2 separate regions of the Sus scrofa genome follow, and region 1 is linked to region 2. Evidence: chromatin contacts called from public HiChIP or PLAC-seq data. All regions are on one chromosome and are shown on one strand. Each heading gives the region's core, a stretch centred on a gene start, on an enhancer-like site or on the middle of the called end of the contact. The rest is flanking DNA. Distances are from core to core; before and after follow the strand shown.

Evidence for each region. HiChIP or PLAC-seq counts read pairs in DNA pulled down with a chosen protein or histone mark.
Region 1: a contact with region 2 is called in an H3K27ac HiChIP or PLAC-seq map of alveolar macrophages. The contact joins the promoter of BICRAL here to the promoter of RPL7L1 in region 2. A contact is called at or near these places in 2 of 5 promoter capture datasets (fetal liver and liver), 11 of 47 Hi-C or Micro-C datasets (embryonic fibroblasts, fibroblasts, heart right ventricle and 4 more) and 2 of 2 datasets of contacts at active chromatin or transcription factors (alveolar macrophages and skeletal muscle).

Annotation. Positions count from the first base shown.
Region 1 is chr7:37,849,456-37,854,856 of Sscrofa11.1, reverse strand. BICRAL (GLTSCR1-like protein) reads right to left here and starts at 2,704. Exons shown (of 13, transcript XM_021098729.1): 1 at 1,335-2,704.
Region 2 is chr7:37,936,854-37,942,176 of Sscrofa11.1, reverse strand. RPL7L1 (ribosomal protein L7 like 1) reads right to left here and starts at 1,628. Exons shown (of 7, transcript NM_001123192.1): 1 at 1,312-1,628; 2 at 631-739. The coding sequence starts at 1,325.

The DNA of each region.
Region 1 (5,401 bases), core at 1,455-3,954, 88 kb after region 2:
TAGCGCCTTCCAACCGCCCCCACCCCACCCCACCCCCGCAAGAGCCCGCGTCCCGGCCGATGCGGGGGACGCGAACCGCGTCGGGCCCGCGCAATCTCGGCCAAGAGTGCCACCGAGCTCCCGTCTCTTCGGACCCGCCCCGCGGGCCCCGCAGCAGGCGCCTGGCCGGGCCCCGGGTCCTCCGCGCGGCGCGAGGGCTTGTTCGGGCCCGGCCGCGGGTCGTCGGTGGTGCTTCGGGCCCAGGCAGCGAGGCAACGGGGAAAGGCCAGTCCCGCCGGCAGGCGCGCTCCGGGAACCGGGCCGGATAGGGAACCGGGCACCGGGCCGGGGTGGTCGGCCGGCCCCAAGCTCTCCCGGCCGCGGCCGCCCGCACAAGCGGCGGGAAGGAGGAAGCCAGGAAGAAAAATAAACCCCGTCTCCGCCGCCGGCTCCCTCCCGCCCGCTCCCCTCCCCCCTCGGGACGCGGGGTCCATTTTGCCGAGAAGAAAGAAAATGCGATTCACACCCAAGAGCTTCCGAGAGAGAAAAGCAACGAGGGGGGGAAAACCGAGGGGAGGAGATTGGAAAAGCTTATTTTTCTTCCTCGCCCGCCGTCACTCCTGGCCCTCCCTGCCCCCTGCTCGCGGCCCCGCCGCGCCGTCCTCCCCTCGCCGAGCCCCGCTCCCTCCTTCCCGGCTCCCGGCGGCTCCGGGGGGGCGGAAAACACACTCACACTCGCGCACACAACTAATTTTAAACCGGCTCAATCAATGAGTCATTAAAAGGCTTCCCTCCCCTCTCCTCCCCACCACCAACCGCCACGCCACCCCCCTTCCCAGGCTCTCCCTCTCCCCGCTCCAGAAATTTGCATCCGCGGAAAAGGAAAAAAAAAAAAAAAAAAAAGGCGCCGGGCCCCCACCCCGCCGAAGCGCCCCCAGCCCGGCCCCGCCGCCCCCTGCCCGCCCGCGCCCCGCCCGAGACACTGAACTTGGTCTTCCCGGGGCCCGGGCATCGCTGGGAAAGACATAAACACTCGATTCCCCTTTTCTCCGTGTCCATTAAACATCCACCCACCACCACCATCACCCACCCACAAACCCACCCCCCCCAAAAAAAAAACACAGCCTTAGCCAATAGCTCTCTGGGCTGAAACCTAATATCCTGGTTTTGGCAACTCGGTGTTTAATTTGCTCCTCTTTCTTTTCTGTCTGTCTGGAGATAGATCTCCAGCCCCCCCTCCCTCGCTTTTCCCCTCCCCGAAGGAAAGAGGCAGAGGAAGGAGGTTGTGTGTGTTTTTTTTTTTTCTCCTTGAAATTTTTATCACAAAATTATAATACACTCAAAGGGAAACTCACCGTCATGAAAAAGCAGTGCCTTGTCAACGGGGTTTCTGCGCCATCGCACCAGGGGCGGCGGCGGCGGCGGCGGCGGCGGGCGCGGGGCGCGGGGCGCGGGCGCGGGAGCTCCCGGCCGAGCGGCGCCGGCCACACGCGCTCCGCTCTCTCTCTCGCTCACCCCCGCGCCGGGCGGCGGGCGCCCGCTCCCCGCGCCCGCCCGGCCTTCATGCTCTGCGCCCGGGCAAACCGCTCGCCTGCTCGTCTACCTCCAAACTTCGGTTCTCGCCTAGCAAAAAACGTGGAGATTAGGATTTTTTTAATTAAAAAAAAAATTTTTTTTTAAGAAAACCCAAGCTCCAGAGCTGTTAATTCCTGTTTCCTTTGGGATTCTTTTTAACTTCAAGAAATGTAGTGGTTTATTCAAGAAACAGGGTTTTTTGGCTTTTTTTTTTTTTTTTTTAAGATCTACAAGATGCGTGCTATTCTCCGCAGGCGCTCTGCGCGCACACACACACACACACACACAATCCAGTTTTAGCTGGGGGGAGGAGAGGCAGGAGGGGAATTTAAAAACAAAAAACACAGTATTTCTTTATAACTCTAATTAGAACAAGTCCCAGTAAATACTTTTTTGCATATGCTTAAATAAAAAACCCGAAAACATCACTTTTAGTTATTTGGCAAATAACTGATTTCATTCTAACTTTTAATTCTACTAAGATTTCTTTTGCAACACCCTCTTTCCATTCCAGAATGCTGTGAAACCTTATCTGTAAACCTGTATGTCAACATTGAAAGGTAGGAAAAAAAAAACCAAAAAACCAACTGTAGTGGCCAAGATGAAGGTGAGGAGCTAAGTCACTCTCAAAACGTGCAATTCCAACTGCTTTCTTTTTATGTAGATACTTTTATCCCACATTTGTGGAATCTTCATGATGTGATCCCCAGTCTTAAAAAGAGAGCTACCCAAAAATCCAGTGAAATAGAACAAGTTTAAAAAAGAGCAAGCTACCCAAACTTTTAACACTATTTAGTCAAGTATAATTACCACCCGTTTTTAATCTCAAATCTCAAATTGTTGAGATGTCTCCATTTAACCATCCAGCACCCACAGCATATAAATAAATGTGAATTATGACAATGTGGATTTTGGGTGGGTGCCTTTGTGGTCTAGGTTAATTACATTTACTTTTTTCCATAAATGCCCACAAAAATATGGTGGGGGTTTTGTTGTCTTTTAATTTAAGTAACCATCAAGGTAAAAGATCAATTGTACAAAAATGTGATTCGGATTTTTAAAAATACTTATGTAATCCCTAGAAATATCCTAAAATTTTAAATTATTTTGTACTACTGGAGTTCCCCTCATGGCGCAGCAGAAACGAATCCGACTAGGAACCACGAGGTTGCAGGTTCAATCCCTGGCCTCGCTCAGTGAGTGGGTTAAGGATCTGGCGTTGCCATGAGCTGTGGTGTAGGTCGAAGACTCAGCTAGGATCTGGTGTTGCTGTGGCTCTGGCATAAGCTAGCAGCTGTAGCTCCAATTGTACCCCTGGCCTGGGAACCTCCATATGCCATGGGTGTGGCCCTAAAAAGACAAAAAAAGACCAAAAAAAAAAATCCAAAAAAAAAAAATTTAGTTTGTATTACATATAGCAATGAAGTTCTACTGATAAACAGAAAGACTACCCCAGATAGTTGATGGGTTTAAAATAAAATTATCCCTAGATTTAAATTATTTAAGTGAAACTGTTCTCTCTCTCTCTGTTTTTTTTTGTTGTTGTTGTTGTTGTTGTTGTTTTTAGAACCGCAGCTGGGGCATAAGGAGGTTCCCAGGCTAGGGGTCAATCGGAATTATAGCTGCCAGCCTCTGCCACAGCCATAGCAATGCAGGAACCGATCGGTGTCTGTGACCTACACCACAGCTCATGGCAACGCCGGATCCTTAACCCACTGAGCAAGGCCAGGGATCGAACCTGTATTCTCATATTCTCATGGATGCTAGTCAGATTCGTTAACCACTGAGCCAAGACAGGAACTCCTAAGTGAAATTGTTTAGTTTCTAACATAATATCCCCTTAGCATTAAAAAGCATAATGGTATCACCCCTTGTTGCTTTTATAAGAATACTGTAACTGTGCTATTTTATTGCACAAAATAAATATGTCAAGGTTGGCATACAATGTTGTCATATTCAAGATAAAAGATCTTTTAAAAAAACAAACCATATCTTGTTCCAGTTACTGCCACTCTGTCATTAACCACTTGTGCTTTGTATTTAGACGCCTTAATAATACAGTCAGTGATTTAGTATCACATAGTATCATCGAGGTGTTTGCTCAGAACGTGTGTAGTGTCGGTCACATTCAGCCAAGGCCTTCCTGGAACAGTAGTCTTTGCATACATTAGCATATTTCTCTACACTTGACAGTTGGACCAAGCAGTTTTCTAATTGGCTTGGGAAATTTTTAAACATGTTTCAAAGTGCCTTTGGATTGGCTGGAGTTTTAATTATAATACACGTTTCAAAGAATTACATTTCAATAGATTCCATGGATTATTCATCACAATTAGGGCCCACCAAGCAAGTTTTACAGCTGTTGCTCCACAGCTCCAATGAAATATTAATAGATTTCAGAAAGCTTTTCTCCTAAGTAGGCCAAAACCCTTAAGAAAAACAAATCTGACCTTATTTTTTGCTTTTTAGGGCTGTACCCTCCACATATGGGGGTTCCCAGGCTAGGGGTTGAGTTGGAGCTACAGCTGCCAGCCAACACCACAGCAATGCAGGGTCCAAGCTGCATCTTTGACCTACACCACAGCTCACAACGCCTGGATCCTTAACCCACTAAGCGAGGCCAGGGATTGAACCTGCAACCTCATGGTTACTAGTTGGATTCATTTCCACTGCTCCACAACAGGAACTCCACAAACCTGACTTTAAAAGATCACCCAACAAAGCCGAATTTATACACTCCTGAAGAGTATAGGGCATTGTGAATTTTTTCCACAAGTGTCTAAATATAAGAGCACCGACATTTACTGAGGGCCTACTAGGTGCTACCGGGCATTATTCGAGATACTCTAATATTCTATCCTTGCATGAACCTTCATGCTAACCCATAGAATAATGTTTAATTATCCAGATTTTTTTTGCAGATGAAATCTCCCAATGTTTCAGTAATTTGCCTAAGGTCATCAGTCTAGTAAGAGCTGCTGGGGGAGCCCAGGCCTAGTTGACGTCACAATTTACCCTCTTTTCAAGTCTCCCAAAGGATCATGGGAACAAGAAGTTCTTGCTGTTTCAATATAAACCAAGTTCAGTGGTGTAGTACAGGCAGAGGGGACCACCCTTTAACGAGGGAAGACCTACTTTGACAATGCCAGTTTTCAAATCTAATTTAAAATATGTGGGGAGGGGGCTGGTCACAAGATACTGGAATAGCAGTAAGGAGAATCTCAGATTCACCAGGTAACAGCAAATTGAAATCAGTTAGTAATAAAACAAAAACAAAATTTTGGCTGTGCCCATGCATGCAGAAGTTCTAGGGCCAGGGACTGAAGCCTCACCACAGCAGTGACCTGAGCCACAGCAGTGACAAGGCCAGACCCTTAACCTGCTGAGCCACCAGGGAACTCCAAAAACAACTTAATTTTTTTCCCATATGAATTAAAAAAATTTTTTTTAAATAAATGATATGCCTTTGTACATAAACTTTTAAGTTATGGTTTATACAGACAGGATTTGGGTATCTGAATGTAAGATTGGGAAACTTTTAAAGAGGAAAGTTCTTAAAATGGTTTGACTATATGCAAATAATTTTAACTGTATTGCCTACAATTTAATTATGTACAATTAAATGGTCACTCCAGTGATTCTCATCTGTGTATATGACCTAGAAAGAAGGGCAAGTGGACACAGAAAAAAGAGGGAAAAGAAGATGTAATTATCGTTGAAATGTTCTAGCATGTGTTTGGGCCTCTAAATAAACAAGTGTCCACATAAAAAGTAAAAGTGGAAATGTTTCTGTTTTTTTTGTGTTCTTCCTCTAAATGTTCTCCTTGGTTAGTTGGCCATGCTCTGA
Region 2 (5,323 bases), core at 379-2,878:
GCACAGCAGGTTAAGGACCCAGCAATGCCACAGCTGTGGCTCAGACTGGAATCTTGGCCCAGGAACTTCCATATGCCATGGATGTGGTTGAAAAAAGTAAGTAAAATTTTTAAGTTTTTGGGAGTTCCTGTCGTGGCTCAGCAGAAATGAATCTGACTAGTATCCATGAGGACACAGGTTTGATCCCTGGCCTCACTCATTGGGTGAAGGACCCGATGTGGTGAGCTGTGGTATATGTCACAGATGTGGCTGGGATCGGGGGTTGCTGTGGCTGTGGTGTAGGCCGGCAGCTGTAGCTCCAATTTGAACCCTAGCCTGGGAGCCTCTATGTGCCACACCTGCCGGCCTAAAAAGAAAAAAGAAAATTTTTTTTCTTTTAGGTACACAAGCATGTTCTCGAATCCCTTGGTATGAACCGGAAGGAACACTCTCCACTGGCTTTTTCCTTAAACTCTACTCCAGTATTTTGCCTGCAGAAAGCATTTGATACATACTTGCTTTGTTTAGCAAATATGTATCATCCAGCTGATGGGGGAAGCCGACTGTCAGTACCAAATTAGTTCAACATGTGCTGGATAAAACTCACCGAACACAAATTCTCATTCCTTCCACCTGGTTCCCCACTATTACCTCTTTCTTTTGCAAAAGCGCTTGCTTCGCCTGTGTGGCTTTGAGGGCCTGATATGCCTTCCTCTTTTTCAAGAGATTTTCTGGAACCAAAGGGATCTTTTTTCTTTGCCTGAGAGAGAAAATGGAGAAAAGCGATAGTATTTAGGAAACAAATCTGCAATGCGTTTCCAAACGACAGCTTGGGCTTCGCAAACATTACTGTCTAAAACCTCCTAAGGACCGCGCTCCCACCCCGCCACCTGGCGTTTCTGACTCCAGTTCTCAAAAGCTTTCAAGAACCATGAACCCCTTAGCCACTGGTCCTCGTATGTCAATGGAGCTTTTACTGTCATAGCCTTTTACAGATACCACCAGCGATGAGATTCCGCCCCGTGGGGTTGGGGCGGGTGCGGACCCAGCTGCAGAGATAATACTTAAGTCAGGCTGGGGAAACCCACCCTCCAGCCCGCAGCCTCAAACTCATTCCTCACCCCTTGAGGTAGGTAATCCGAACCTGACAGAGGCCCCATCCGCCCGCCCCAGCCCAACACTTCCTCCCTCCTCCTTCGATAATCTGGAGCCTTTTCTAAGTCTCTCTTCAGTCCACAAGGATCCTTATTTTCCGCCACCGAGAAATAAATACTGAGGATGGCACCAGATGCTCAGGGCACCACCCAGAATCTCAGAGCCCCTGATACTCACTCCTCCTCCGCCATTTTTCCAGCGCAGCTGCTACTGCTCAGGCGTTGCCCCACGCATGGGAAGGAACCTCTCTATGGTCTCTCGACCATAGAGATGTCTACTCTAGCTCACCCCAGGGCGAGCGGGTAGCCTGCGCCTTCTTAGCAGCAATGAACTGCTGAAGTTTTGCTAACCCTGATTCCTATCAAAAGTGGCTCAAAGCTTCCTGGGCGCCGCTTAGAAGCTTTTTAGAGCCCGGTCATCTTCAAAGACCATCCCTTTTTATTTCAGCTGTATTCTCATATCGCCGGAAGCCTGGTCACAAACGAGGAAACGCTTCCCACCGACTTCCGGTAGGGAGTGAGGTGACGATTTTCCGGTTTCTGCTCGCTAGGCTGCGCTTCTCCCGGAAGGCGACTGGCGGGATCCGGTATCCTTCACCTGGTGCGGAGAGCTTGGGGCTGCAGCTTTGGTTCTGTGTTGGTGGAGGTGTGGACGACTTAGGGTGCTGGCAAAGGCATCTCTGATTCCCTCGGCCTGGCTTCGTCAGTGGGTCCCTGATCAAGTGGGTCCCTCTATCCCTTCGTTTCCCTTACCCAAAAAGTGGACGTAATAGCGAATCTTGCCTAATAGCCTTGGGAAAGTTATATGAGCTGCTCCACATAAAGCGCTTAGAACAAAGTCCAGTAAGCAGTTAACACTGTGTTAATTATTATTCCTGCTGTACCGAAAACGAGAAATTGCAACTTACGATTTCAGAACTCCCTCATAATAGCTCTCACCACCTGGAATAGGTTTCCTTCTCTCCTGCTCTTCAGAAAGAAATAAAAACTCACGTGTTGTCTTTAATGGAAACCTCCAGACCAGTGTGTCTCAAGCATTAATGTGCATAGGAGTCACATGAAAATCTTGTTAAAATCACGTTTTTATTCAGGAGGGGCGGGGAGTCAATATTCTGCATTTTAAACGTGATTCAAAGTGATGGGGATGCTTCAAGTGCATTTTGACTAGAAGGGCTTTTTCTTTTTCTTTTCTTTCTCTTTCTTTCCTTTGTTTTTTGGCGGCCCCCTCAGTATGTGGAAGTTTCTGAGTCAGGGATCAAACCTGTGCCACAGCAGTGACCTGAGCCACAGCAGTGAAACACTGGACCTTAACCCGCTGAGCCACAAGAGAACTCATGACTAGCAAGTATCTTGAGAAGTCTCTCCTTTTTCTGAATTCCTTCAGCATGTTTATTTTTTAAGAATTCCTGTAGTGGCACAGCGGAAAGAATCCGACTAGAAACCATGAGGTTGTGGGTTTGATCCCTGGCCTCACTCAGTGGGTTAAGGACCCGGTGTTGCTATGAGCTGTGGTATAGGTCAAAGAGGTGGCTCGGAGCTGGCGTGGCTGTGGCTGTGGCGTAGGCCAGCAGCTGTAGCTCTGATTCAATGCCTAGCCTGGGAACCTCCATATGCTGCAGGTTCAGCCTTAAAAAAAAAGCAAAAAAAAAAAAAAAATTTTAAATGTTTCTCGGCATTATAGGCTTTTGGGGCCAGATAATTCTTTGTCCTGTTGGTTGTAGAATATTTTGGCAGCATCCCAGGTTTCTACCCACTGCATGCCAGTAGCATCTCCATCCTAGTGGTGACAAAGTTCTTGTCTCCAGGCATTGCCAAATGTCTAGCACAGTCTATGTATATTTATGTTAAGGTCTAAGGCAATGTCACTGTTTGACAGTCAGCACTTAAAGGCATCACCACAGACTTTATCCTGTATTGTTTGGTTTATTGTTTCCCTGATTAGACAGGGTTCTCTGAATGCAGGGAAGTCATCACATCTCTGAATCTTCTACAGCACCTCTCACAACAACAGGCACCTGCAGGGGCTGGTTAACCATCTAAACTCAAGGCATCACATTGGTATGTGCTATGCATCTAAGACAACCAGAAAGACAGTGCCATGCGCAGAATCCAGAACCTGATAAATAAATGTCAAAGGACAACATGGCCTTCAGAGTCACCAACTGTGGCTCAAGCCTCATGCTTACTCTTTCAGCATCTCACCATGTGTCTTAGTTTGTGAAAAAGCAAATAGAGAAGGGACACTAAAGTATAACAAATTCATTAAACAGTAAAAAAGGAATGAAAATAAGTCATTATTTTGTAATATCCTTTGTCTATAGATAAAAGGTATTTCAGAGGTATTAACAATGCAACAATACTCCTGGCTGAAAAAAGACTTGGAAGTCAGGATTCAGGCAAGGCTTTCCAGTGCCAGCAGATGGTGCTAGGAGAACACTTATTTTCGGTGCCAAAGCCAAAGCCCAACTGGTCCAGAGAGAGATGGCGTTGTCTTCAACCCCAAAATGTTCACGAATACATGTTTACTTAGCATTGCGCATGTGCCCTGGGCACTGGGCAAGAATTGAGATTTTTTTTTAAAATTTCAAAGTAAGGTTACTAAATGAGAATGGGGCACGCCATTTGCAACCTGAAGAATCTTGGAGTTCTCTTGTGGCACAGGGAGGGGGTTAATGAGCTGGCATTGTCACTGCCATGGCTCAGGTTGCTGCTGTGGTACAAGTTCAATCTCTGGCCTGGGAACTTCCACATCTTGTGGGTGTGGCCAAAAAAAAAAATTATTCCTTTTAGCCTGTCCTGTCCTCATAGGCCGCAGTTCTCTTTTTTTCTTGGCTACTTCAGTTGTGCATCATTACGGAATGACTAAATAAATTAGGGAAGACTATGCAATTAAATGCAGTGAGGTAGGTCTTTATGTCCCAAAATCTCAGTAGAGAGTATTTTTTATTTTTCGGCCTGTTGACATCCATCGCCATTTCTTTCTTTCTTTTTTTTTTTTTTTTTGTCTTTTTGCCATTTCTTGGGCCGCTCCCGCGGCATATGGAGGTTCCCAGGCTAGGGGTCTAATCGGAGCTGTAGCTGCCAGCCTACGCCAGAGCCACAGCAACGCGGGATCCGAGCCATGTCTGCAACCTACACCACAGCTCACGGCAACGCCGGATCGTTAACCCACTGAACAAGGGCAGGGATCGAACCCGCAACCTCATGGTTCCTAGTCGGATTTGTTAACCACTGCGCCACGACGGGAACTCCCTCCATCCCCATTTCTTGACAGTATCCCATTTCTCCTGTGGACTGATCTCCTTCACTGTGTACATTATTCAGAGGGTGCCGCATCTAATCCAAACGATGGCCCTCCCAATATATAAATTGAAGGGGGTCTGTTTTCAACTCTTCCCACCTCCCCAAAAGACCCTTTAGGGTTCTCTCCTCCAGGTTTTGAATCTTTAGCAGAATGATTATGGAAGAAATGGAAGAGGTTTGGGGCAAGACTTTTTTTTTTTTTTTTTTGCTTTTTAGGGCTGCACCTGAGGCATATGGTGGTTCCCAGGCTAGGGGTCGAATCAGAGTTACAGCTACCTGCCTACATCACTGCCACAGCAATGCCTGATCCAAGCTGTGTCTGAGAGCTATACCACAGCTCACGGCAATGCCAGGTCCTTAACCTACTGAGCGAGGCCAGGGATCTAACCCGCAACCTCATGATTCCTAGTCAGATTAATTTCTGCTGGGTCACAACGGGAACTCCTGGGGAGAGACTTTTAAGGATTTCCACCTACTAAGATCTCCTGGAATTTTCTTATTCCAGTCTTTCTTAAGCCTGGAGGTTCTTCTATCTTCCCTTTAAAACTTGTCTTTCCTCTAAAACTCCTTTAGGCTGGTTAACCAACCAGACTGGTTTCTGTTGCTTAAAGCCAAAGATTCCAAGCTGTAATTCTCCCAAATATTTGGTTACATTTGAAAAAGCAAGATACAGAATAGCGTGTAGGAGTGTTTCACAGTTGTTTCTTTCTTGTGTTTCGTTTTTTGGCTATAAATGTATGTATCAGTTTTGGAAGGGTATACAAGACAGGGTTGACAGGGGTTATTTTGGGGAAATGGGAATGGGGCCTGGAATGGGAGAAAGACATATGTTGTGGTGTGTCCTTTGTTTTTCACATATGCCTTAGTGTTTTTGTTTGATTTTGTTT